7 separate regions of the Mus musculus genome follow, and all the other regions are linked to region 1. The links are chromatin contacts, called in public HiChIP or PLAC-seq and promoter capture Hi-C maps. All regions are on one chromosome and are shown on one strand. Each heading gives the region's core, a stretch centred on a gene start, on an enhancer-like site or on the middle of the called end of the contact. The rest is flanking DNA. Distances are from core to core; before and after follow the strand shown. Region 1 holds the start of 2900076A07Rik (RIKEN cDNA 2900076A07 gene). Region 2 holds the start of 5430400D12Rik (a long non-coding RNA gene). Region 3 holds the start of Ttll13 (tubulin tyrosine ligase-like family, member 13). Region 4 holds the start of Prc1 (protein regulator of cytokinesis 1). Region 5 holds the start of Unc45a (unc-45 myosin chaperone A). Region 6 holds the start of Man2a2 (mannosidase 2, alpha 2). Region 7 holds the start of Saxo2 (stabilizer of axonemal microtubules 2).

Region 1 (3,646 bases), core at 765-3,264:
GGAACTTGCTCTGTAGACCCAGGTAGCCTTGAACTCACAGAGATCTACCTGCCTCTGTCTCCCAAATGCTGGGATTAAAGGCAGGGGTAGCCATCACTTGGCTAGCTTTCATTTTCTAATAGCTCAAATATTAATAGCCTATAAATGTTCTTTTGAGCTCTCAATAATTTTAAGGGTATCTTGGGAGCAAAGATTTTGAAATTTGTTTACAGGTAGTACTTAGGGATCCCCCACAGTGAACACCTAACTGAATGGTTCCTTATTATTAAGGTCTTTTGTCATTGATGCTGATAATGTTTCTGTGTTTGCTAATATACAGTTACCTTTTTGGACCTCTTAGGCTCCCTTCCTTGACAGGTTTCCACTGTCCTACATGTTTCCACTGTAGTATAAGAAAGATAATAGCAATAACTCAGGGTCCACTTGAGCTGGCAGCATTAATGCAGGGCAAACCTAAAGCTACACAAGCACCAGATGTCATATTACCTACAAACAGACAGACAGACAGACAGACAGACAGAGAGAGACTGATTACAGTGAACTTTACAGCATCTCTCCTCGACTTGTAGGCAACTTACAAATTCTTTATAGTGAATTTCCCATAAAGAGGCTAGGGTAAAGTTCTACAGGTTGCCAGCACAAAGCCATAGTGAGCGCACAAATAAGTATTCCGCTACAAGCTTTCTAGGGGGAGCTCAGATCTTGCTTAAGACCCCCAGGGTTTTCTATGCAATAACAGGCAATAGGTAAGGAAGATTCCCATGTTTGCCTTCTGTTGCTACACAGTACACCGGGAACGGCAGACACGGCAAACTCATCTCCATCGAGAGCAGCACTTCTCAACCTTCCCAATGCTGTGACTTTAATACCCTCATGTTGTGGTGACCCCAACATACAATTATTTTTGTTGCTACTTCATAACTGTAATTTTGCTACTGTTTTGAATTGTAATGTAATGTCTGTATTTCCAGTGGTCTTAGGTGACCCCTTAGGTGAAAGGGTCATTTGATCCCAAAGGGGTTGTGACCCACGGTTGTGACCCACTGATCTACAGGGTCAAACATGTTGATGGCTGACGAATGACTTTCCTTTGGTGGACTCACACCTTATCTAAGCTTTATATATATGTATGTTCGTGTCTTTGTGAGTGAATGACATATGTGTGTGGTGCTCAAGGAGGCCAGAATAGTGTGTTGGACTCCTTGGGTCCTGAGGTACAAGTGATTTGATATAGGTGCTGGGAACCAAACTCAGAGCCTCTGGAAGTGCCACAAATGCTCTTAACTACTAAGCCATCAGGCTAGTATCTAAGTGCACCTCACTACTGTCTTCACTCCTTCAATTTTCCAACCTCCTACCCATCCACGCACACCATCAGAAAGCAATATAAAAACTCCTTTGTACAAGAATTCTATGGGATTTTAGAATCTGTCCTCAACAAACCATGCAACTTTCCACCGCCTCCTTGCTGCCCTTTTCTAACATTAAATGCCTTTGCTGACACATTCAAGAAACTTAAAAATCACCCACTGCGTGTGCATGTGCTCACGGGCGCTAAAATTACTGCAACAGGTGATTCCTCCCTCAGGCAAGAGTCATCGATTCGGAATGCCTGGATTTACAGAGCCAATATTCAACAGCTCTGTGCATGTGAATATGTGTTTGTATGTGTGCATGTATGTACGTACGTATGTGTGTGTGCTTAATTTAACTTCAGTCTGTGTGACCGCGTATTTCTCCTTCCATATCTACCCACCATTCCGTGGGCTAGCAACCCTCTTTGAAAAAGATGGAGAAAAAACAAACACAGAGAAGGAAGATCGATAGCCGGGCAGCTTACCCATCTCTTCTCCCATTCCTGGGACGCCTGCCACGTCAGCCACTTACCTGGACACCATAGTCACCCGCCGCACAAGGTGGCCAAATACTGGGTCAACTTGGCGAGACAAAAGCCGCTAGCATCAGGTGTCAGGCTCTCGGTCATAATTTCTCCCTCCTTCCGGTGGAAAATGAGTCCACTTCCGGCTTCTTAGCCGTAGGGAGGAAGTTCCACGTCAGGCACCGCGCGGCGCGGCTGGGCTTGGCTCTTCCCAGTGCGCATGCTCAGAGCGAGTCCTCTGCTGCTTAGCGTCTAGCTGCGTGGCGTCTGGATCGTGGGAGACTCGGGGGCCGGCTTGTAGCTCCTGGGTGGGTGTGGAGAGCTGCCGCATTGTTTTGAGTATGCTATTCTCTGCTCCCCTGGCAGGCGGCATCCTGGGGACTGAAGTACGCCGTCCCGCCCCTGCGACACTCCTCTGCGTTCTTGTGCTACCCAGCCCTGGCTGTTAAGCTTCTCAGTGTTCTTCATTCTTGCCACCCTGCTTATAGAGAGCAAAGCGTGCACTGCACCTCAGTAACCTTTACTCAGTCGCTCTCTTGACTCCCCCTGGTTGCAAGCCCATGCATATTCATCCAGGAAAGGACCAAGAGCTTCCTAGCCTTGATCATGGGTCTAGGAAGATAAGTAAAATCACTTTTGGATAAATTTCCTGAGGATAGACCTCAAATGTTGAGAGACTAAAACAAAAGACATTTGACATTTGCGCCTTGGTAGAGGTAGGCTTCCTCTGTCATTTTGAATATGATATCTTTGCCTTACTTAGTTTCTGGTGATCGCTAAAAATCCTGTGTGTGCTTTGACTTGAGGCAGCATGGCCCTACTCTGTTGTCAAACTTTGTTCTCCTTATTTCTGCTTATTGCTGTGTTTTACAAGGACATCCATCCTGTTGGATTAAAAAGCCCAGCTTATTCCAGTTCACATTGTGAGGCTGCAGAAAAGACTTAAGATTTCAGGGGCGGCAATTACTGAGCACCCTAGTAAGCTGCCAGAGTTCTCCAGGAATGTGCAAACCAAATGCTAAAGTAAACTAAAAGTAAGCAGGTTTAGAACAATGAGTTCAGAGTTCATTTGGATGCTGCGAGTTTGAGGTCAGAATTTGAAGCAAAAAGAACAAAATAAGAAACATAGGTGTAATGAAAGGACCTTACATGCAGTCCAAACATACAAGGCTTTTGGATTTAATATACAAAATCAGGAGCAAAAATGTTACCTTGTTTATCAGCTTGAGCCAAATCTACTTCATTTCTCTTACTCATTTAAGATGTAACTTTTCTGGGCATGGTAGCACACTACTTTAATACCAGCCTTCAGGGTTCAACACCAGACTGGTCTACGTGGAGAGTTCCAAGCCAGCCAGAGCTATACAGTGAGAAGCAGAAAGGAGAAGGAGGAGGAAGGAAGGAAGGACGGACAGAGAGCCAGGGCTACAGAGTGAGACCATTACACTCACTTTCTAGGCTTGGCCTGTGCTTTTCTCACCCTGGCATAGGTACACACGGGCATAGGCACACACTGGGCATAGGCACACACTGGGCACAGGCACACACTGGCTCCTTTGCCTGGTACAGGGCATCAAGTTGCACATACTTTACTTGCCTGATTTGCTGTCATGGATGCTGTATTTTATTTATTTATTTATTTATTTATTTATTTATTTATTTATTGTATATGAGTATGAGTACATGGTAGCTGTCTTCAGACACACCAGAAGAGGGCATCAGAGCCCATTACAGAGCAGTCAGTGCTCTTAACCACTGAGCCATCTC
Region 2 (3,646 bases), core at 470-2,969, 1.6 Mb after region 1:
TACTCCCATTGAAGGATGGCTTCTAGCTTTTGCCTTTCTCCTGCCTCTGTCTCCTGAGTATCGCAGGTATGTGCTGGCATACCAGCTATAGTGCTGGAGACAGAATCCAGGGTTTTGTGTAAGCGCTCTGCCACCTGTGCTACATCTCGAGCTGTATCATTATCATACACATTTATTGCTATTAATGTTGTGTGTGAACATGAGTGCACACGTGCCACAGCAATGAGAGACAAATTTTGGAAGCCAGCTCTCTCCTCTCTTGGGTTCTGGGCATTGAATTCAGTTTGCCAGGCTTAAAGGGCAAGTGAGTTTGCCTGTGGAGCCATCTCCCAGGTCCTTACTCTGTTTTTTCCTTACCTCTTTAATCCACTGTGGCCCTAACATATATGAAAGTATGAAAAAACTAAGCTGCTTTTTCTTCAAAGTGTTAATCAGTTATCTCAATAGCACTTGTGGAATTCCTTCCTACAGCCAAACTATGATAGCCCCTACATCATATATTAAAATTATTTCATGCCAAGGGCTTGGAAAGACTACATCTCTTCCAAACGACTGGAGTTGCTCCCAGCATTCACTTCAGCTGCTTATAAACTCCAGCTCTAAGGTGGCCTCTTCTAGTCTCTGAGGGCACCTGAAGCAACATTTGGACATATACACATACAACATAATTAAAATTAAATCTTTAAAATTGTTTACCACAGACTATTGTGTTATAGTTCAATAATACTTCACCTTTTAATTATGATTTGAGGCTTGTGAGGTAAAGGCACTGCCAAGTCTGATGGCTTACATTAGATCTTTTACACAGCAAGAGAGAACTGACTCCCCAAATTGTCCTCTGATTTCCACACATGCACCGTTGCAGGCGCGTGGGTCCTCTCCAAAAAAATCCATATAAATGTAACTTTAAAACATACTTCAAATTATCCTGCTTGGTTTGATTGGTGGGCAAAGCTGGTTCCTTCTTGCTACTCTGTTTTAGAATTGTCTTTGACATTTCCGTCCAACATTTGAATCATTTTGTCCCACTTCAATGCAATAGTCATTTGAATTTTTATTTACTAAAATCCCAGGGATGTATGTGGTGGTGCAGGCTTTTAATCCCAGCATTTAGGGTCACAGAGGCAGGCGAATCTCTGAGTTCAAAGCCAGGCAGGGCGACACAGTGAGACTCCGTTTCAAAGAAAGATAACATATAAACAAACAAACGAATAACTAAATGAATAAATAAATGAGAAAAGGTGTTACCAGTTTGAGACCAACCGTTCCGTTTATGTGGGATTGGATGAGAGATCCCGTATGATGTCAACTTTCACCATCTAAAGGAGAGAATGACCGTTTGACTGGCAGACTTTTGCCTAATTCACTGCAACATAAAAGCCTAGCTTTTGCTAGTCCAAGGTTAGAAGAAGAAACACAAACACCTACTGGTCCCTCAAACTGGCGCGGCTGCTGGCAGGAATTGCCAGTCTCGATGCTTGCTGCCGACACGGTTGGCTCCAGGATGGAACCAGAATGAGGGGCTCAGTCCCAGCCAGGCTTGGATTCGTTCCCAGGCTGGCCAAGGCGACCGTGCTCCTGGGCTTCTACAGCCGTGCTCCCCAGGAAAGCGCGCCGACCTCTCAGGGTGCCAGAGCGGCAGGACACTTTAGTGCTCGGTGCCCAGGGGTACCGAGACTAAGTTTCCGGGAGCAGCTTTCAGCGGGACACCAACAGGAAGTGTTCGTGTTGTGCCGGAAGAAGGTGCGTTCTTGGAGCAGGTGGTACCGAGAGAAGCGGGACCGGCAAAGATGATTCAGGCGATTCTGGTTTTCAACAACCATGGAAAACCGCGGCTGGTCCGCTTCTACCAGCGTTTTGTGAGTGCAGCCCCACCAACCATGCCCCTGCGGAGCACCAGAGCCATCCCTTCCCCACGGCCCGCAGCCGCGCTCAGCAGCATCTCCTGCTCTGGCACCGTGCATGACCCACCCCCCTGCTCCTCCCTCATCCTTCCTGGATCTTGGCTTTTCTGTGTTTTGTGACACTTTCCCTTGGGTCTTAGGGACAGACTCAGTACACAGTGTGCCGCATTGAGATATTGGGTGACAGCCTCTGTCTTTAGTTTTTTGTTTCTGTATTTGTTTTGTTTTTTAAATTGATGAGCGTAGTTTTGTGATGATCTGGTCGTTGGGTTCTTTTACGTTTATTTTTTCTCAAGGGCATGGAGAGAAGTTCTTTCGTGGAATCACTTGCTTCAGCATTGGCTGGCACTTATCAGGGTTGGGATACTTTTTATCCTGTAAGGTTGCAGAAAGTCTCTTTTAAAATTAGGGGGAAATGAGCTATTTTTACAAGATGCCAGTTGTAGTGGTGCACACCTCAAAGCTCAGAACTCGGGAGATGGAGGCGAGAGGATCAGGACTTCAAAGTTATCCTCAGATACACAGCTAGTTCTAAGCCAGCTTGAGCTACACCAGACCGCATCTTAAGAAATCATATAATTAAACAAATAAACAAATGCCATCATGGAATGCCTCAGCAATGTTCGTGCACATTTGAATTTTCTGGAAACATTTCCTTTGGGGAAACGCAGATGCCGTTCTTTGCCTTCTGTACCCCAATATTTTATTCGTGGTTAGGTTTCAAAATATCCTCCTGAGAGACTGGTTCTGTCTGAGAGGGAATAAAATCAGAAGACTTTCAGGCTTCAGCCCCACCTTTTGTACACGTTAAGAAATGTCTTGCCGGGCGGTTCTGGCACACACCTTTAATCCCAGCACTTGGGAGGCAGAGGCAGGTGGATTTCTGAGTTCGAGGCTAGCCTGGTCTACACAGTGAGTTCCAGGACAGCCAGGGCTTTAGAGAGAAACCTTGTTTTGAAAAACAAACAAACAAACAGAAATGTCTCTGGGTCTTTTATTCCTTTTTTCATCATAAATGAAAAGTATTTGCTTTTTAAAATAGGATTTTCCAACTACGTTTTTAAATAGAACACTGAATACAACTTCAATTTTTTGTTGTTTATGTTTTTCAAGACAGGGTTTACAACTTCAATTTGCACGTGCATTTGTTTCTCCTAGTTTCTAAGTTTTTCACTGAGCTAAAAATCACTATACAGCTACTTAATGTATGCAGTTTAGTGGCATCTGTCACAATTTGAGAACATTTTTATCTCTATTAAAGAAACTTACTGTTAATAATCAACTACCCTGTTCACAATCAACTGCCCTGTCCCTAAGCAAGCAAAACCAAAACCCAACCAACCAACCAACCAACCACCAAAAGAGATCCTACCACAGCCTTCCACATCCTAGAGTTATAGGCATGCACCACTGTGCTCTGCTGGTCATCTGTGTTTCCCAGTAATTGCTCTGAACATTCATGTGTTGAGTTTTAGTATGGACATTTCTTTTTATTTCTCCTGACTTCATATGTAGTAGAATCATTAGGCCACATAATAACTAAGTGGGGAACTGGAAAAGTGTTTTCCTAGTTGTATATTGTTATCAGCAATGTATCAGTATTGCAATTTCTTCATGTCTCCTTCTGAACTAGGAAGGGAATTGAGAGCACCCCTCCTTCTAGGCAGTCCTCCACCACTGAGCTGCATAATCCTAGCCATGTTGTCTTTATTGAAGGCATTTTAGTGGATGAAAATCGATCG
Region 3 (3,646 bases), core at 603-3,102, 1.3 Mb after region 1:
CCCAGGATTAGGAAATGTCTAACAGACTTATAATACAAACTCATTTCCTCTAGAAGCATTTATATACCAAACCAACATGCTAAAGTTCCAAGTATGGCAGACCCAAATGCTCTGATTTTTTTTTTTTCTATTGAAGCAAAGGTTAATATTGCTCTGGCCTTTCCTTTTAGATTTCCTAGAAAGGATTTCTGTGTAGTCCTAGCTGTCCTGGATTTTGCTCTATAGACCAGGATGGTCTTGAACTGAGAGATCTGCTTGCATCTGCCTCCTGAGTGATGGGATCAAAGGCACTGGCCACCACCACAACCCCACAGCCATCTTTTGTTTTGTTGTGTTAATGTGAGCACTATGGGTTCAAACTCAAGGCCCTCATGCTTGAGCAACAAGCCCTCTTCTCCAGCTGAGCCATCTCATCAGCCCATAGTTATATGATTTTTGATGGGGGGCAGGGTCTCACGTTGTAGTCCAAGCTGGTCTAGAACACACGTAATCTTTTTGTTTCAGCTTCCCTAATGATGGGATTATATGCATGCACCATCATCTGGCTCTCCTCTCCTTTCCCAAAGGCTAAAGTGAAAAGCTTGGATCCCACCATGCTCCGCTACCAAATGGTGGTGTGAAGCCAAGGGGTAATGTCTCTAGAGTCACACCTGTGAGGGATCGAAGGAAAAGATACCTTCGTTTCCGCTTTCTTCTTCTCCTCCCAACTTCCAAATCATCTGTGTCTGTTGCACTTAATATTTTCTTTGGAATTTTCTTGGCTACAACCGATAAGGCAACCCCATTCTCAAATTCTTTATAGTCAGCCTTTCTAAGTGCCTGCTGGGTAGAGTTGGGGGTGGTAGATTCCTCTCTAACACATTCTTCCTCAGATTCTTCTTCCTCAATATCATCTTCCTCAGATTCACTGGTCTTACAGTTATTGGGCTCCATCCTCTCAGATTCTAAGGGGAAAGGGATAGGAATAAATATTTATCAGACCTTTCTCCGGGCCCAGGAAGTCCTGCAGGAATTTACCCGGAGCGCCTTTACGGTGCTAGAATGAAATGTTGCCCTTTTAGATCAACCCTACTGTAGAATAGGTTGTTTCCAAGTAGAGGGCTGTGGGGAGGAAGCATGGGGGGCTGATAAGATATAAGTGTGCAGTGCAGAATAGAGTTGACAGGAACCACCACCGCGGCTGTTTTGTTTCCTGAAGGGGAAGAAAGGTGGCTGACAGAACTGGAGAAGTCTGCTTTAAAACACAGCTGTAGAGGGCTGGAGAGATGGCTCAGTGATTAAGAGCACCGACTGCTCTTCCAAAGGTCCTGAGTTCAAATCCCAGCAACCACATGGTGGCTCACAACCATCCAGTGTACTCACATATAATAAATAAATCTTTAAAAAAAAATAAAATAAGATACAGCTGTAAATCAAAGGTTATCAATCAAAGGTTATCGGCCGGCGATTTCCCTGAGCCAGAACTCAGTTTCCCTACGTGAACGCGTTTGGGGTTGGGCCTCTAATAGCTAAGACTCTTTGGGTTACAATAGAGGAAAGGAAACCCACGGCAGACACTGCCCACCCGAGGTTTCGAGGAGAGCTCAGGGGCTGCTGGAGCTGCCCCTATCGGCTCGGGGCTGGACTCAGCTGGTCGCTCATGGCCGCCGCTCGTTCGCTGCGGCTCTTCCTGGGCGTTGCTGGACGTCGGGGACCTTCTCGTCGTTCCACAGGACTGTCTGTCCCCGCTGTCGCGAGGGGGAGCCCGCTCCCCCTCGGGGTTAACTCCTGGCTCCGAGATCCTGGCGGCGGCGGCGACTTCTTAAGCAAGCAGACGGCCGCCGCCGCCGCCGTCGCTATGGACACGAAGGCCGCCCCTATTGCAGTAGCGTTCTGGGGGCGTGGCTTTCCCGGGAACCACACCCACTTTGGCGCCAGTAGAAGCCATCTTGGCCCCCTAGCTGTCTGCATTTGCCGGGTGCGTCTAGAGGTCCGAGTGTACGTGAACGGCCGAGACGTATTTTTCCAACGCATTATGGGATTTGTAGTCCTCCCATATTGGGGCGGGTTCCACCTTTTCTGCTCCACTTTTCCTGGAATCCTATGGCCAACCCAAATATGTTTATGTTTGGGACAAAATAGCTGCTTGTGGTTCTTCCACATTTAGAAATGATGCTATAAAAAAATTCCTGCCCTTAACAGGGACAGCTGCGATAAGAACACATGCCTTCCAATGTTTCATTCACTAGCTCCATTAGCAAATTACAGAATAAGGCCAGCAAGGTGGCTCAGCGGACCAAAATGATAGCTGACAAGTCAGGGGGACATGAGTTCGACCTCCAGAACCCACATGGTGGAAGAAGAAAACAATACATTGTCCTCTCACCCCTACACCCATAACTTGATGTGGTACCCACAACCATAAATACTTTTGTAACCTCAAGAAAATGAAATAACAGAATGACCTCATTCAATTTCTCTGTCACTGTTGCCTTCCTATAACCTGGCATCCCTGCCCCCCACTTTGAATTTCATTAGCTTTCTTCACCAAACCCAACCCAACATATGATTCAGATTATTTTGTTGTAGCAAAATCCAGAGAATTTTGGATTATTATTATTATTATTATTCATAAAAAGACAAACATTAGCCGGGCATGGTGGTGCACGCCTTTAATCCCAGAACTTGGGAGGCAGAGGCAGGCAGATTTCTGAGTTCGAGGCCAGTCTGGTCTACAGAGTGAGTTCCAGGACAGCCAGGGCTATACAGAGAAACCCTGTCTCGAAAAACCTTAAACAAAAAATTGCAGAAACTACATTGAAGTGGAAATTTTCTTGGGGGGGGGGGGGACTCAGTTATGTCACGAGATGTTTTGCTGAAGCAGAGACAGGTGAGAATGTCTTTCTGAAGCAGGAAGGAAAAGGACGTGTGATGAGTAGAAAGAATATAAATATACTCCACAGACAGTGTGACAAGGCTCTTGCATTGGTTCGCCTTGCACTGACTTGCTGATCTTCCCTTGTCTTGACTTCATAGAGACTGGCTTGCCACAGAACTTTCTGTGATATTCAGGTGACTTCTTGCCGCTTGCTTCTGCTGACTTCTGCTGACCTGTGGAGCCTCTCTCTCAATTTCTTCTGGATCGACCGCTGCTACTGACGCCTGTTTGATGTTTGCCAGTAAGGCTGGACTGCTGCTATTGACTCATGTTAATTGTTTTGGACTGGGCTGATGATATTCTAACAACAGAGATTTCCCAATCTCCCCAAAGAACTACTTCTAAACAGGTCCACAGCCCTCATTTCCTACTAACCTTTTTATCCCCCCTACTTCTGATAGGTGGACTAGAAGGATGTTGAAGCATTCAAGAATACAAAGTAGGTTTTGAAAAATCTAAGCCTATAGTACAAGGATATGAATATCTGCTTACTCTGTAGTACTGAGAATTTGGTAAAGTAACCGGTTACACAGTAACAAAAGGTTTTTCATTCTTAAAAATTCACAAATGTTTGTATTTTATGTGTATAAGTTTTTACCGCATTCTTGTTTGGTGCCTGTGTAAGTCAGAAGAGAATGTCAGATCCTTTGGGACTGGAGTTATACATGGCTGTGAGCCACCTTTGGGACTGATGGGAACGGAACCTAGGTCCTCTGCGAGTGCACCAAG
Region 4 (3,646 bases), core at 290-2,789, 1.2 Mb after region 1:
TCTGTAGATTACAGGTGAGGGTAATCATATCCAAATATACTCTGAATACAAATTTCTATTCAGTGTAAGTTAGGATTTTACTAGTCTTCATAATGCACCATTAACCCCAGAAGGGCTTAATGAATAACGTCATTCAGATGGGAATATCTGAAATCCTTAGCCTTGTACTCAATTTCTTTTCACAATACTACTTGTCAGTTGTTTTCATTCTATTCCCAGACTCTTGAGGCCAAGTATCTGGGGGTAAAAAAAATGATCAAAATCTATAATCACAAAACCAAGATTCTTAGAAATTACAAAGCCTTGTCACCCAACTCGTTGCAGAAAATTATTTTATAAATTCGAAAACGGCATTCAGCCTTTTACTCAAAGAGTCAGTTCTGATTGGATTTCCAATCGGGCACTCCCAAGCAGTGCCCGGGAATTTTCTTTTTAATAGAGGATTCTTTTTATTTATTTTCATAGGTGCGTCGGTGTTTTTCCTAGATGTATGTCTGTATGTGAGGGTGTCAAAAATCACCTGGAACTGGAGTTAAAGACAGTTGTGAGCTGCCTTGTGAGTGCTGGGAAATTGAACCCACCTCCTCTGGGAGAGCAATCAGTGCTTTTAGCCGCTAAACCATCTCTCTAACCCCGCCTGGGAATCTTAAAACGACCGGAAAAGAATTCGAATTTGTTAACTTGCAAGGAAATAAAGCCTTTCTTTCTTTCTTTCTTTTTTTTTTTTTTTTTTTTTTTTTTTTTTTTTTTTTTGTGACAGGGTTTCTCTGTGTAACCCTGGCTGTCCTGGAACTCACTCTGTAGCCCTGGCTATCCTCGAACTCAGAAATCCGCCTGCCTCCGCCTCCCAAGTGGTGGGATTAAAGGCGTGTGCCACCACTGGCCGGCTCAAGCCGTCTTCCTAACTCAAGTAAAAACGCGGAACTGTAAGACACGAAGAAAAAACGATACATTTAAAACTTTAAGGTTAAAAAAACTTCAGGGCTTTTTGTACTGTCTCACTCCGTAGCCCAGGTTAGTCTTAAACTACATCTCCTAGGCTAAACTCGAATCGATTTTGTTCTAGCCTCCCGAGCAATGCGATTACAGACTATACTCAAGAGATGAGAAGCCCACACCATTACATGCTCAGCGTTTACACAGAGAAGAGGCCGAGTAGCCGCGACTTGCGGCGGCACCTGAGCTCGGCCGCCAGCTACGCCAGGCCTGAGACAAACCCACCCCGGCCTCGAGGAAGCGTGTCAACCCCGCGCTGTCCCCGCTGCTCGCCCCGCTAGTGGCCTCGGGCACAGATGCCCTCCGGAGCCGGCTTCGAGCGCCCCAGCCACAGACATCGGTGCCTGAAGACCGGCGAACCCAGCTTGTCGAACCTGGTACCAGACCCGCACCTCAGTAATGGGTCCCGCCCCTAAGAGACCCGCACCTTCTCCTCATGGTGGACGCTCCAAGCTGTCCAGAATCGAGACCCTCCACTTGCCACGCGCGGGACGGAGAACGGTAACCAGCCGCAGCAGACTTCACCCGGAGTCCGTCTCCACTCTCGAGCCGTTGGACCCCGCGGAATTCAAACCGAGCCAGAGGCGGTGCCAAATGACAATTGGTTACCGCGTCCGCCACTCACGGAGCCCCGCCCTCGTCCCGCCCCTCCTGCGAAGGGCTGCTGCCTAGGCCTGGGATACAGAGACCGCCTAGGGCGTGGGAAGCGCTTGCACGGGGAGCGTGCGGGCCTCAATATGCGCATGCGTGCACCTATGCCCGCCTCAAGGGTGGGGTGTAGGGGTGTGGCCGATGATGTCACCGGTACCCACTGAGTTGCTGCCGTTGGGTTTCAAATTTTTGTGCTTCCTGAGAAGTATTGGGTAGACTGCCAGAACAGCTCGACTTCTTGCTACTCTCCAATGTCCCAAGAGGAGCAGGGACTAGCAGGAAAGCTTAGAAGGAAAAAAAAACCAGGCTCTTGGTCCTGGTACCTTAGTGGACAAGTTTATCGCATTTAATCATTAGAACACACCTGTTAATAATGATCATCACTATCCTGAAGAAAAAGATTTGAGTAGCTTTTCCAGAACGTAGGCGGCAGAGACAGGACAGGGAAATAGTTTGGGCTACAGGAAAAAACTGACTTGCCCAATTTAGCTGTGAGCAAATGGTGATTTGGGCTTTGTTTTTCTTGCACATTATAAGATTTAGGTAAATCAGGAAAACTCCACAATTTGAACATGACATCAAAGTATTTGTGTAGCCGGGCGTGGTGGCGCACGCCTTTAATACCAGCACTTGGGAGGCAGAGGCAGGCGGATTTCTGAGTTCGAGGCCAGCCTGGTCCGCAAAGTGAGTTCCAGGACAGCCAGGGCTACACAGAGAAACCCTGTCTCGAAAAACCAAAACAAACAAACAAACAAACAAAAAACAAAAACAAAAAACAACCAAAGTATTTGTGTGTCCTTTTCTTCCCACTGACCCATAGCATCTGTATCCCATTTTCAATGATTTACTATTACCTAATACACTGCTATGGGAGTATCTCCTTTGCTACTCAGACTAAAATTTGTAATAAAGCTGAGATGAATTTCTTTTTTGCTACCTCCTCCAAAATGATTTGTAGAAGTGTAATTATTGAATTCTCCTTTGCGAAGAGGTACTTATTAACCTATCTTCTGCACCAAACTTTACCTGGAGTATCCTTGTTACCCACAGCACTGGTGATTAGCAATGCGCTTTTAAACCACTAGCTTCCATCTATAGGCCCAAAATAAAACAAAATCTAGTTTATACTGAATTATAACTAAAATTGTCTGCTTTTCTGTATTGGTCAACTGTACCATCTATAAGAGTCTCATTATTTGCTTCTCTTTTTTATGATAAATACATTTATTAAATTTGTGTGTGTATATGGGGTGGTCATGTGTGGAGAATAGAGGGCAACTTAAAAGATTCAGTTTTCTCCTCCCACTGCATGGGTCTAGGAAGTAGAATCCAAAGCTGTGATTCTCAAAATGTGGGTCTTGAGCCCTTTGGGGGGGGGGGGGTGTCAAATAGCCCTATCACAGGAGTAGAATAGCAGACATCCTACATAACAGATATTTGATTCATAACAGTAGTAAAATTACAACTATAAAGATATTTGTTTATTTGCCTGTTTATTTGTTGAGTGCTAGGGTTATCACACCCTAGCAAGCCAAGCGCTATCACACCCTGACACACCTGTTTTTTCTGAGACAAGGTGTCATTCTGTACACCAGGATGGCATGAAACTCATTGCATAGCCCAAGCTGGTCTTGAACTTGTCAGTCATCTTCCTGCCTCAGCCTCCCATGTGCTGGGATTATAGAAAGTCATTGAGTTTGTCATCAGAAAGATTTTTTTCTTACTTTTAGAAAACAAAACATAATATTTTATTTACTAGGCACAGTAATAGAAACCTGTAATTACAACATGTGAGAGGCAGGAGGATCATGATAACTTCGAGTCCAGCCTGGTTTACATAAGTCTAGGCTAGCCAGTGATCATGTCTCAAAAAAGGAACAAGTAAACCTGTCTGTTTAAGTTAGAGCAGTAACACATTTATCTTCTGGAAGTGTACTGGAGCACAGAACCTTAGGATGGGAAGGCGTGTGTGCACCACTGTGGGCCACTGCAGCCTTCC
Region 5 (3,646 bases), core at 657-3,156, 1.2 Mb after region 1:
CTCTTTACCGGCCATCGAGCTTTGGATCTTCTGGAGAAATCCCGTCTTGGCGTTGGCAGCTCTGAAGTATGAGGGATAAGCAAGACCTTGGCATCTCCCCAAAGGGTTCTGAGAAGTGGAGACAGCCAGCTGCTAAGTGTATTCCACCAGGCAGGTAGCTTTTGTGTCTGGGCTGGCAGCTGGGGAGATAAGGCTCAGGGGAAAGCCTAATGACTGGACTCTCTGACAGGCTTGGTGGTTGCCATGGCGCTGCAGTTACAGAGGGATGCCCCACAGGCTGAACAGAGGTCTCTGGGGTCTAAAATGGAATAATCCATATCCCCCAAGGTGTCCGTGCAGCCTAGAAATTGAGGAATGGGTAGATAGAAACACAGTTGGCTTCACACGCTCATTTCATTTCTTTCTTTCTTCTTTCCTTTCTTTCTTTCTTTCTTCCTTTTTGACAATGGCTCAACTTTTTCTCTCCTGGCATTCCTTTCCTCCCTTCTGCTTAGGAAATCATAGGCAGTTTAGAGCCAAAGGCCTCACATTTCCCAGCAGATGATAGGACCCAATCACTCTCATCTCTCCACAAGCTTATAATAGAGGAGTTTTCACCCCTGCAAATCTTGGGACTTTAATTTCAGCTTCCTTCTTGTCTGTAGCCAGGGCTTAGAACCCCTGTTGGATTCCTAGGACTACGACTGAGGTGGAGGCGACTTCTTATGGGCCTCCAGGGGAGAGGTCCAGGGCTCCTGCTGACAGGCCTGTGTGGGGGACTGCTTTTCAGTTGGATGAATCTTGCCCAGCCAACCGACCTCTCAGGTATAATACTTTCCCTATCCTCTGAGGGTGACTTGGGGTACGGGAGATCTGATGGTGAGGGGTGGAGAGAGCCTCCTCTTCTCTTCTCTTTGGGACTTGGACCCCATTTTGCACTTTGAGCAGGGTGAAGGGGATGTGGGTAACCTCCCTTCTCTATAGACGTCTTGCTTCTCTCCAGCCCTGGCTCACCACCCCCATTTGTGCCAGACTACACGGGATGCAGAAGGCGGCCACTACCCTGGTTTTTTCTGTCCGCGCCTCTCTGACACTCCCGAGGAAGCCTACTGTTGCCACCTGCAGGCTGCCGGGGGTTCCTGCTGTACCCTGGATGAATTTGAGGCCCTGTACCAAGTTAACTTGTCTTCGCTTCAGCCACCACCCATCCTCAGGTAAGAACTCTAGTCCCGGATTCGCAGAACACTGGCAGAGTGCTCCCGTGTCTTGGGCACTGTCCTTGAATTCTGCAGTGGGAGACTTGTAGCTTCCAGATTAGTGGAGAGGAAGTCACTAAATCATAATTACAACCAATGCTGTAAATGAAAACAAGTAACAGAAGCTGCTTTGTCTTAAGGGGTTTGGACGGTGTTAATAAAGAGGATTTGTTAATCTTGGACACATTGTAGTAGGAGGTTTAATTCTGAATCTGCCGCGTTTGTCTTCAAGGTACTTGCGAGCTCCCAGATTTGTATGCAAAATATGTGTATGCATCTGTATTTATCCCCTGCTCTCGTGGGACTCTGGGCTCTGCAAACCCTGACTTGTAGCAGCCAGTAGACAACCTTGAGTCTCTCCTGTCTCCCCAGGGGTCCAGGCCCGCTCCTAGCACTGGGCATCTACACTCTACTGCTGATGGCACTGATGACTACAGATTTCGTGCACTTCTGCCGTGGTCGGGGACGGAGAGAAAAACAAAACTCCAGCGGCTGCCGCCGCCTTTCCTTTAGAGCCTCTTCCGCGCGCCCTCTACAGGTTCCAGTGGGAACAGACTAGGCGCTCGTGAAGCAGCCCTGAGCCTGAGCCTGCGCCTGCGCAACGCGAGTACCCCGCCCTTGCACAGACCCAACCACTTCTTGGCCTCGCCTTGTTTAGCGTAACACTGACGCATTGCTGGGGCGGGGCAGTCGCCGGCATCTCGCGGATCCCAGGGACACCTTTGCTCTAAAGACTGCGCCTGCACTGGCTCTTGGAGCTTAGCTTCGTGATGACTGTGAGTGGCCCGGAGACCCCCGAGCCCCGACCTTCCGACCCCGGGGTGCGTACTGATTCTCCTGTGCCATCTCCCCTTTCACACATGCGCCTTCGCACCTGGTCGCCGTCACCTTATTCTAGCCCTTCACGGGACTCGGCCAAGACCCGGCTCTTCTCCCAGGCGCGCTGCTCTGCCCAACGCCTTTCTCTCTCTCTCTCTCTCTCTCTCTCTCTCTCTCTCTCTCTCTCTCTCTTCTCTCTCTCTCTCTCTCTCTCTCTCTCTTCTCTCTCTCTCTCTCTCTCTCTCTCTCTCTCTCTCTCTCTCTCTCTCTCTCTCTCTCCCTCTCTCTCTCTCTCTCTCTCTCTCTCTCTCTCTCTCTCTCTCTCTCTCTCTCTCTCTCTCTCTCTCTCTCTCTCCAGGCCAGCTCAGCCGAGCAGCTGCGGAAGGAGGGCAACGAGCTGTTCAAATGCGGGGATTACGAGGGCGCCCTGACCGCCTACACACAGGCCCTGAGTCTCGGCGCGACGCCCCAGGACCAGGCCATTTTGCACCGAAACAGGGCTGCTTGCCACCTCAAGCTGGTGAGGGGATCGGGTTGCTCTAACCTGGTTCTACCTGGGCCTGGGATTGCCCATAGCCGCTGCTGTTTGTGCACCAGTTGGGCATTTCCTAGCCACGCACGATTGCCAGAGGTCTTTAGGCGTGGGTAGTGGGGGATCAGGTGGTTCAGCAAAACAAGGGTGCCATTGCCACTCTCAGGCTCCTGATCTTTCTCTTACAGGAAGATTACAGCAAAGCAGAATCAGAGGCGTCTAAAGGTAGGGTGGGTGTGGGTCCTCATATGGAGCAATGGGGTCTTCTGTGGTGGGAAAGGACTCTGGGGCCACCGAGCCATCCCTTTCTCCTCCTCTGGACCCAGTCACTCGTCTTTCTACTTGCTTTCCCACTTCTTCGGCCTTTCCTTTTCTGCAGCCGCCCTCACCTTTTCTGAGGCTGAAGCACCGAGCTCCACATTCGTACCCCTATCTTCCTTTGGCCCTCGAGATCTATCCCTACTGCTCTTGCCTGGAGACGGTGGCCTCCTGGGTGCTGATAGAGTTCCTGTTTGTGCTCAGCCATTGAAAAGGACGGTGGGGATGTCAAAGCACTCTATCGCCGAAGCCAAGCCCTAGAGAAGCTGGGCCGCCTGGACCAGGCTGTCCTTGACCTGAAGAGATGTGTGAGCCTAGAACCCAAGAACAAAGTTTTCCAGGAGTCGCTGAGGAACATTGGGGGCCAGATTCAGGAGAAGGTATGTGAAGGTACCAAGAGAAGTTGGAGTTGCCTGGGTCTGGGACAAGGATGTAGACACAGTACTCCAGAGAGGAGCTACTGGTAACAAATACACATTAATTAATAATGCTCAGACTGATGGAGGAAATCAAGTTTAAAGCATGTTTTTTTCTGTGTATGTATAAGTTTGTCCTTGTATGTAAGTGGTGTGGGTGCGTGGACTCTTACGGTACCTGGCGAAGGTATGAAGTGATTTGGCTCTGTTAGGCTGTAGTGCTTTAGCATATCAAAGTTGTAAATGAATATCTGATGATCTAGTTAGCCCCTCTTGACCTTAGACTCACTACCTGCCCGAAGCTGGCCTTGAACCCCTGATTCTCT
Region 6 (3,646 bases), core at 375-2,874, 1.2 Mb after region 1:
ATGAATACACTTTAGCTGTCTTCATGCACACTAGAAAAGGGTCTTGGATTCCATTACAGATGGTTGTGAGCCACCGTGTGGTTGCTGGAAATTGAACTGGGGACCTCTGGAAGAACAGCCAGTGCTCTAACCACTGAGCCACCTGTCCAGCTCCCCCACCCCTTTTTCCTGTTTCCGTAGCATGTAGGCTCTCTTCCTTCTTGGAGGCCACTGTAGTTACAAACTGCTTGATTCCTTCTCTCTCTCTCTCTCTCTCTCTCTCTCTCTCTCTCTCTCTCTCTCTCTCTCTCTCTGTGTGTGTGTGTGGTGTGTGTGTGTTTGCAGTCACTGTGGCACATATGTAGGAGATCAGAGGAGTCTTTCCTTCCACCACGTGGACTCTGAAGATCACACTCAGGTCATCAGGCTTGGTGGCATCTTTACCCACTGAGCCACCTCACTGGCTTCTGGGTTGCTATTATTTTTATTTTGAGACAGGGTCTCACCATGCTGCCCAGGCTGGCCTGGGACTCACCAAGATCTGCCTTATCTCTGTTTCTTGACTGCTGAGGACCTGGGTTCTGGGATGTTTTTATAAGGACAGGATAATCTGCTTTCTAAGGGCTCTGCCTTCATGAGCTAATCTTAATCTTATCAAAGCCCCACCTCCCGATATGGTCAAATCTGGGGACAGAACTTCAAGATGTGAACCTGGGGTTAGGGGTAGTCTACAACAGAGAGTAATATTTGTTTTGCTACGTAGTCCAGGCTAGTGTCCGTTTGCTGGGATCCTCTAGCCTCAACTTCCCAAGAGCTGGACTTTTAGTGGGCCAGCTCAGTTTCAGGCAGTAATTTTAGCAATCTTTTTTTCTTTTGAAACAGGATTGCAAATGTGTAGTCCAAGATAGCTTCGAATTTGTGTCAATCTGAGACAGGAGGATTTATAGGTGTGTGCCACTACGATCTAGCAAGCAATCTCCCCCCCCCCCCCCCCCAAGTAGCTATGGCTGTCCCGGAACTCAAAATGTAAAACAGACTGGCCTCGAATTCAGAGATCTCCCTGCCTCTGCCTTCCAGGTGCTGGGACTAAGCACGGGCTCCTACATCCATCCAAATATTAATCTTAAAAGGAAGAAAAGTGTGGAATTTGTGGAGATGTTCATTGCAGTATGGTATCTTACGCTGTAAATTGGAAACATGGATGCTCAATAAACCTTTAACCGGATGATATGCATTTCGCCCTTAGTGTCAGGAAACCCAGAGCCACCCGGAACTCACAAAACCTAGAGGGAGGCACTATTCCTTTGACTAAGAAACATCACTATTGAGCCAGGCAGGGAGGCCACGAAGCACCGCACGGTTTTGCCCTTTCTGCTCCTGCCTAAATCTTACTCTTGGAAGACCAAGAGAAAAAACAAAAACAAAAACAAAAAAAACAAAAACACAACAAGAAACAGTGGCGCGACCTTGCTGGGGTTCCGCCACTCCCGCCCTGCCGGGTCAACGGCTGCGCACAGCCGCCCCGCAGCCATAGCGGACCCCGGCACCGACCCAGCGGGAGGCGACCGAGTCGGGTGCCAGGGGGCGCTGCGGAACCCGGCGGGGGGCGAGGCAGCGGCGGGACCCGGCACTAGGGGACGCTGCGCGCGGTCCCCCGCGCCCCTCCTCCTGCCGGGCGCACCGCTCGGCCCCGTGGAGGCGGGAGCGCGGGAGCACAGGCGCGGGGCGAGCGCAGGGAGCGCGCAGCGGCCCTGGCCCCCGCGGGAGCGCGGCTGCGGGGCCGAGCAGGGGCGGTGGGTGGCCAGGCGTCCCTCTTAGCCTGCGCAACTGCCCGCGCGCGGGCCGCGGTCCCCCGGGATGCGAGCAGTGGCGGCTCGGCCGGCCGGGTCCCGAGCGGCGCGGAGGCCGGCCGCGTACGGTAACGGGCCAGGCGGGGCGTGGGCGAGGACTCCAGCCTGCAGGCCGCGAGCGTTGCGGCCCCCGGGTGCCGGTTGAGCCCCGAGGGCCGGAGGGGGGCTGGGCGGGCCGGAGGAGGGGGGTTACATCTCGGCAGGTAATTGCCCCACGGTGACCCAGCTCCTGCTCCCTAGCTCCGCCCTCTTTGGCCCGGACCCAATCTCCAGGGACTAAAAATATTGCCCGGAGGCTCCTGAGCGGAATCAGATCGCATTAAGTAGGACGCAGGCTGAGGTGACTGAGCTTTTCAGCACCAGGGCCCGAAGAGCAGACTCCAGAGAGCGGTCCCGCCCACGCGCGTTCAGCAGCTAGCGTCCTCCCTCCTCCGGCAGGCAAGTGGGGACTCGCGGGCGGTGGCGGCAGGCACTGTGGGTCGTCTCGAGTTGCCCCGTTTCGGAGCCGCTGTGCCTGGCTTCCGCTACCCTGGGGACTTTATCAGTCTCGCCGCTAGCTTCCTAAGAGTCCCTTTAAAGCACTCTGGAAGCCAGGACTGGAAGTTTTGCACAGCAGGAATCAGTACTGATGGGGACAATCCTAGAACTGGGTTGCGTTAGAAACATGGGCATTTCTTTTTCTCTTAAAAGAAATCCATTCTGTATTCTCTGAGATAGGATCTGGGCCAGGCACTGTTTCTGCTGAGTTCCAGTCAGCCCCAGGAGGTCACAGGGGAGGCAGGGTGTGAGTGTGTGTGTGTGGGGGGGTTGTCTGTCTCTCCAGCTGGTGATTGTACCCCTAAATCAAACAAAATAAAACCTCTTGTATTTATGTATACATCTGAAGGGAGGAAACACGTGGCTTGGGAGAGCCTTCTCAGAGTCCTGAGCAAGCTGTTTGCAATCAGTGGTTGTGTAATGAAGTGTGGGTCAGAGTTGGGGCTCTGTTATCCCTGTTTGTTTGTTTGTAATGTGTTACATTTATTTATGTGCATGTACGTCACAGAAAACATGCGGCAATCAGAGGACAATTTGTGGTAGTTGGTTTTCACCTTCCACCATATGAATCAAATGAATCGCTTTGGTTGTCAGGCTTGCCTGCAAGTGCCTCTTTACCTACTGCACCCCCACACTCCACATCCTGGTTTCTATAGCTTGGGCTGAGGGGAATCAGAACTCCTCTCCTACAGGACCAGCCCCAAATATATGTGCTACTTGTGTGTTGGGAGTCATAACCAAGATTTGGTACTTGAAAGCTTACTTGCTTTTTTACCCAGAGTCAAGCAAGTAGGTTGGTTCTCCTTGGGAGTCCACAGAGCGTTTGTTAGGAACACCAACAGAAGGGTTTTGCATGCCAGAACTACAGGTGGTGTCTCTCCTGCCAGGAACGTGCCTCCTGGGTCAGTATGAAGCTGAAAAAGCAGGTGACGGTGTGTGGGGCTGCTATCTTCTGTGTGGCCGTCTTTTCTCTGTACCTTATGCTGGACCGAGTGCAGCATGATCCTGCCAGACACCAGAATGGTGGGAACTTCCCCAGGGTGAGTCACACCTTGTTCTCTTCTTCAAATGCAAGTCACCTGGGCTCAGGAGAGTCTTGTCAGCACAGGACAAGAGCACCCCCCCACCCCCATTGTCTTAGAGATTGGACCTAGAGCCTCCTCATGGGCATGCGTGCATATAACACTAACGATCTACAACTGAGTTATGTAGCTGTAGCCCAGGGACATTCCTAGGCAGATTTGTCTTTCTTGTGGAGATGGATGCCCAAGGACTGGCGC
Region 7 (3,646 bases), core at 705-3,204, 1.1 Mb before region 1:
TTTTACATGGGCTACACACTGACACTCAAACGGAAAGTAATTTGAAAAGACCTCAGAGCTCCGGATGTCTAACCAGAGCTAGAGAGCTTGATCCTGTCTTAGAGTCACACAGGAATGGTGAGGTCTGTGACAGGACCCTGCCTGTGTCTCCCTCGCCTTTAAAATGATACGGAGCTTTGGCTTCAACAGGACTCTAAATGCTGAGCTGCTGCTATGAGAAGAAAGAGTTTCAAATGAAGAGTAGTCTCAGGATAAAGCAGACAGCTGAACCCCACCTTAGACACACGCGCTTCCTTCTGCCTGTCTCCACACCTCCATTTGTACTGCTTGCCCCCCCCTATCACCCACAGCCCCTCAAGGGGCACGTCTAACAATTCTTTTTAACCACTTTGCTACCCAATCCTCCAGGTCTCAAAACTCTCACCCACCCCACCCCCAGCCCATCTCACCACGAAGCCCCGATTCCTCCCTAAAGCTTCTCTGGCTGGACAGGTTGGCCTCATAAATGTCTAGGGCCTGACAAATCTAAAAAAGCACTGCCAACTTAGCAAATGCTCAGTATAGGATGAATTAAATAGAATTTATAGAAGATATATTCTACCAAGACCACAGACATTTTACCATCTCAAGAAACTTTTCCATATTTTAACAAAAATCCAAATTCAAAAGCATTGTATGACATACTGGGCAGACCACCAATCACCCGTTAATCCATTTATTTCAAACGTTCTACAGCATGCTTCTCTGACATGGCACAACACACAACTCCTTAGCAAGCATCACTCTCACCGCTCCAATGAAACAGAGACATTTCCTCTTTGTTAATAAAACCCAATTCTAAAAGCCTTACCGTGGTCAACATGAGCCAGAACACAGATATTCCTAATGTTGGCAGTGTTCTTCTGAAGTCGAATCATCTTATCAACACCACTGAGCACCATGGTTATTTCCTGGGACTAAACATTAAATGCAAATTAAAAATGGTACAAAATCTAGTGGGGGTGGGGGTGGGGGTGGTGTGCACAACAGCGAAAACCAAATGGACAAACTGAGAGGGAGATGCTGATGCTGACAAGTCGCCTCAGATTCCTTAACTGAGAACCCAATGAATGTTTAGCCACATCTATTTCCTTCTGGCCCTGAGGGGATATAGTCCTTTAGGCCCATGTTCCATGGTAAAGTCCACACATCCTGCTGACAGTACTTGTGGGGTGAGCTGGGAGTTTCCGGATCTGCCATGCGATGAATCACGCAGTTGGGAGCCAGGTGCAGAGGCGCCCGGCTAAGTCACACTCACACTCACATACATACATACATACATACATACACACACACACACACACACACACACACACACACACACCAGAGACAGACAGTCAGTCTCTCTCTCTCTCTCTCTCTCTCTCTCACACACACACACACACACACACACACACACACACCCTTCCCTACTTCAGTCCCTCCAAAAGTCTGCCTTTCTGTCAAGCTTGCTGGCTTTTATCAGACATGAGAACTTCGGCCCTGTGACTGCACTGAGTGTCCTTAAAAGTTTTTGGATCACGTGCCTAGGAACACACCAGGTGCACGACACACCTTCTACCCCTCTCTCCAATTAAAAGAAGCAAATCGAGGTCTGCATGCCCTTCCTCCTCTTGGGTTCCTGGAGTCGCTGCCGCTGAGAGTACCGGGTCCCTATAAAGTGCAGCCGCTCGGGACACTCCTCGCCCAGCCCAATCGACATGACCCCCCCGGGTCTCCGTCACCGTCTGGTCGCCGGCGTCCCTAGCAAGTCCCCCCACTCACCAGCTCCACGCCGCACCTCACCCACGCACCTAAGACTCCAGGGGTAGCTCAGACCGGAAGTCGCAGGAGCCTGGGGGCGGGGCCTGTGGGCCTGTGACCTCTGACCCGCGCGCATCTAGAACATCACCGGAAGCCACGTCGTTTCCCTTCAACTTGGAGTTCCGCGGTCGCCTTGACGACGGCGGACGCTGTAGCTGCTCTGAAGTGTGCCAGCCTAAGCCTGCGGAGGGGGACGCTGGAGCGCAGAGCATGAGGAACTGGTGTCTGTGCCAGATTTGCACCTGCGGGTAAGAAACGTCCGCCCGGTGTGGCGTCCGCAGAGCCGCGAGCCCCGCCGCGCACACCCCCTAAGGACTCCCTTGCCTGAACCGGAGGAGACCCCTACTCCACCCCCACCCCCCACCCCCCACCCCCGACCTTATGCTCTGCTAAATGCTGCCCATTTCCTCTGCTTGGCTAGCTCCTGGGCAAAACTTATTTTCTTTGCATTCCCTGAGGCTTCCCATCCAGAGATTTAAGCTAAAATACAGTTCAGATCAGCTAAGTAGTATGAGCAAATATGGCTGGTAAGTGATGGAGTCACCCACCGATTCTATTGGTTAACTTAAAAGAACAGTATCCATGGTATTTCGTTTGCCACCCAGAACCTTCCATCCTCTAAACTCTATTTTTATTCCTGCCAAGGCAACATTTTCCTGAGGCCTTTCTGACAGACAAAAATGGCAATAGTCCTCACCGTAAACCTCAGGTTTGGTTTGTAAGTCCTGCCTAACAACTTTACATCACCAGTAAACACATTCTTCTCTATCCTCAAGCTTACTGTTTACCCAGGGGTTAGATCACCTTTGATAAGTGAATAAGAGTAACTGAGTAACGCCAAGCCCTTTGTACTTGTAATCCCCTTCTAAGGGCAACCAGCTACAACACATATTGATTGAGAGCAGTTTCTCAGCCCCTTTTGTAATAAACATTGTTTGTATGTTTGAACAGATGCAAACATAACTTTTAAGGCTTGAATCTGCAAAATCTTGTATGTAAGAAAAAAAATGTATTTGAATCTGAATTTATCTACAAACTAAGTTATTTTCCCATCCACCCATCAGGAAATTCATTATATTAGGGACTTTACATTCTTCAAGAATAATATCACCATCCACAGAGCTGGGGGGACTGCCAATGTAAGAGGAATCCCCTTTAGGCTTTGAAGCATGGCTAATAACTTCTGCCGAAATGTCCCTTGCAAACACTTAGTTGCAGCGAGAGCACTGCCTTAGCTGCTTTCAGTTTTATAACTGAGGTACAAGAATCTTTGACAAAATGGGTAGTTACTATGACATACATAGTTCCACTCAGCCAATGGTTTTTAAACTTTGGCTACCTTCATGAGTCATTGTCTCAAAACGGGGCAAAGATTCTTCACCATCATCCCTCCCCATACCACCTCTCATCTTTTGCCTCCTTTCCTGTTGGAAGGAAAGATGGAAGATCTGTCCATATTCATTTGTTGTTGAAGACTATCTGTTAGGTACATTTGCACCACTGTGGTAGCACTGTGGTAAAAACAGCGAAGGAGAGGAGGTCTGTTTGGGCATACAGTTTGAGAGGGTGCAGTCCCTGGCAGTCAAACATGGTGGGGTTCTTGTTCATGTAACACGAAGCAAGACTTTTTACATGCTGGCAGACCAGGAGGTAGAAAGCCTGTGGAATCAAGACCCAGGCTCTCATCTTCCAAGGGCTGCTGTTTACAACTTATTTCCAGGTAGAGGCCAGCTTCCAAAAGCCTTCCAGAGTGTTTCCATCAGCTGGAAAGCAAAGGTTCAAAATATGTGAACATCTCAGATTC

The links. Promoter capture Hi-C pulls out the DNA fragments that hold promoters and counts their contacts. HiChIP or PLAC-seq counts read pairs in DNA pulled down with a chosen protein or histone mark.
Region 2: an H3K27ac HiChIP or PLAC-seq map of thymic regulatory T cells shows a contact between it and region 1, with 9 times the contacts expected there. The contact joins the promoter of 5430400D12Rik here to the promoter of 2900076A07Rik in region 1. A contact is called at or near these places in 3 of 39 promoter capture datasets (the C10 cell line and liver), 2 of 115 datasets of contacts at active chromatin or transcription factors (large pre-B cells and thymic regulatory T cells) and 2 of 9 other capture datasets (adipose tissue and liver).
Region 3: a promoter capture Hi-C map of liver shows a contact between it and region 1, with 5 times the contacts expected there. The contact joins the promoter of Ttll13 here to the promoter of 2900076A07Rik in region 1. A contact is called at or near these places in 2 of 39 promoter capture datasets (both in liver).
Region 4: a promoter capture Hi-C map of liver shows a contact between it and region 1, with 5 times the contacts expected there. The contact joins the promoter of Prc1 here to the promoter of 2900076A07Rik in region 1. A contact is called at or near these places in 3 of 39 promoter capture datasets (liver and pre-B cells) and 1 of 9 other capture datasets (adipose tissue).
Region 5: a promoter capture Hi-C map of liver shows a contact between it and region 1, with 5 times the contacts expected there. The contact joins the promoter of Unc45a here to the promoter of 2900076A07Rik in region 1. A contact is called at or near these places in 3 of 39 promoter capture datasets (hippocampal neurons and liver).
Region 6: a promoter capture Hi-C map of liver shows a contact between it and region 1, with 7 times the contacts expected there. The contact joins the promoter of Man2a2 here to the promoter of 2900076A07Rik in region 1. A contact is called at or near these places in 3 of 39 promoter capture datasets (hippocampal neurons, liver and pre-B cells).
Region 7: a contact with region 1 is called in a promoter capture Hi-C map of pre-B cells, with 5 times the contacts expected there. The contact joins the promoter of Saxo2 here to the promoter of 2900076A07Rik in region 1. A contact is called at or near these places in 4 of 39 promoter capture datasets (the 3T3-L1 cell line, the C10 cell line, liver and 1 more).

What each region holds. Positions count from the first base shown.
Region 1 is chr7:81,521,918-81,525,563 of GRCm38.p6, reverse strand. It overlaps 2900076A07Rik (RIKEN cDNA 2900076A07 gene), which reads right to left and starts at 2,014. Exons shown (of 4, transcript NR_160675.1): 1 at 1,888-2,014.
Region 2 is chr7:79,918,722-79,922,367 of GRCm38.p6, reverse strand. 5430400D12Rik (a long non-coding RNA gene) reads right to left here and starts at 1,719. Exons shown (of 2, transcript XR_003946805.1): 1 at 1,429-1,719; 2 at 1-1,319. Ap3s2 (adaptor-related protein complex 3, sigma 2 subunit) reads left to right here and starts at 1,728. Exons shown (of 6, transcript NM_009682.3): 1 at 1,728-1,859. The coding sequence starts at 1,791.
Region 3 is chr7:80,244,582-80,248,227 of GRCm38.p6, reverse strand. It overlaps Ttll13 (tubulin tyrosine ligase-like family, member 13), which reads right to left and starts at 1,852. Exons shown (of 15, transcript NM_177765.3): 1 at 1,565-1,852; 2 at 677-944. The coding sequence starts at 933.
Region 4 is chr7:80,292,369-80,296,014 of GRCm38.p6, reverse strand. It overlaps Prc1 (protein regulator of cytokinesis 1), which reads right to left and starts at 1,539. Exons shown (of 15, transcript NM_001374624.1): 1 at 1,424-1,539. The coding sequence starts at 1,434. It also overlaps a transcript of Rccd1 not described here.
Region 5 is chr7:80,338,479-80,342,124 of GRCm38.p6, reverse strand. It overlaps Unc45a (unc-45 myosin chaperone A), which reads left to right and starts at 1,906. Exons shown (of 20, transcript NM_133952.2): 1 at 1,906-2,056; 2 at 2,413-2,574; 3 at 2,775-2,811; 4 at 3,109-3,284. The coding sequence starts at 2,006.
Region 6 is chr7:80,369,353-80,372,998 of GRCm38.p6, reverse strand. It overlaps Man2a2 (mannosidase 2, alpha 2), which reads left to right and starts at 1,624. Exons shown (of 24, transcript NM_172903.4): 1 at 1,624-1,897; 2 at 2,070-2,267; 3 at 3,254-3,406. The coding sequence starts at 3,275.
Region 7 is chr7:82,646,836-82,650,481 of GRCm38.p6, reverse strand. It overlaps Saxo2 (stabilizer of axonemal microtubules 2), which reads left to right and starts at 1,954. Exons shown (of 3, transcript NM_177894.4): 1 at 1,954-2,090. The coding sequence starts at 2,053. Efl1 (elongation factor like GTPase 1) reads right to left here and starts at 1,868. Exons shown (of 20, transcript NM_175317.3): 1 at 1,804-1,868; 2 at 851-956. The coding sequence starts at 941.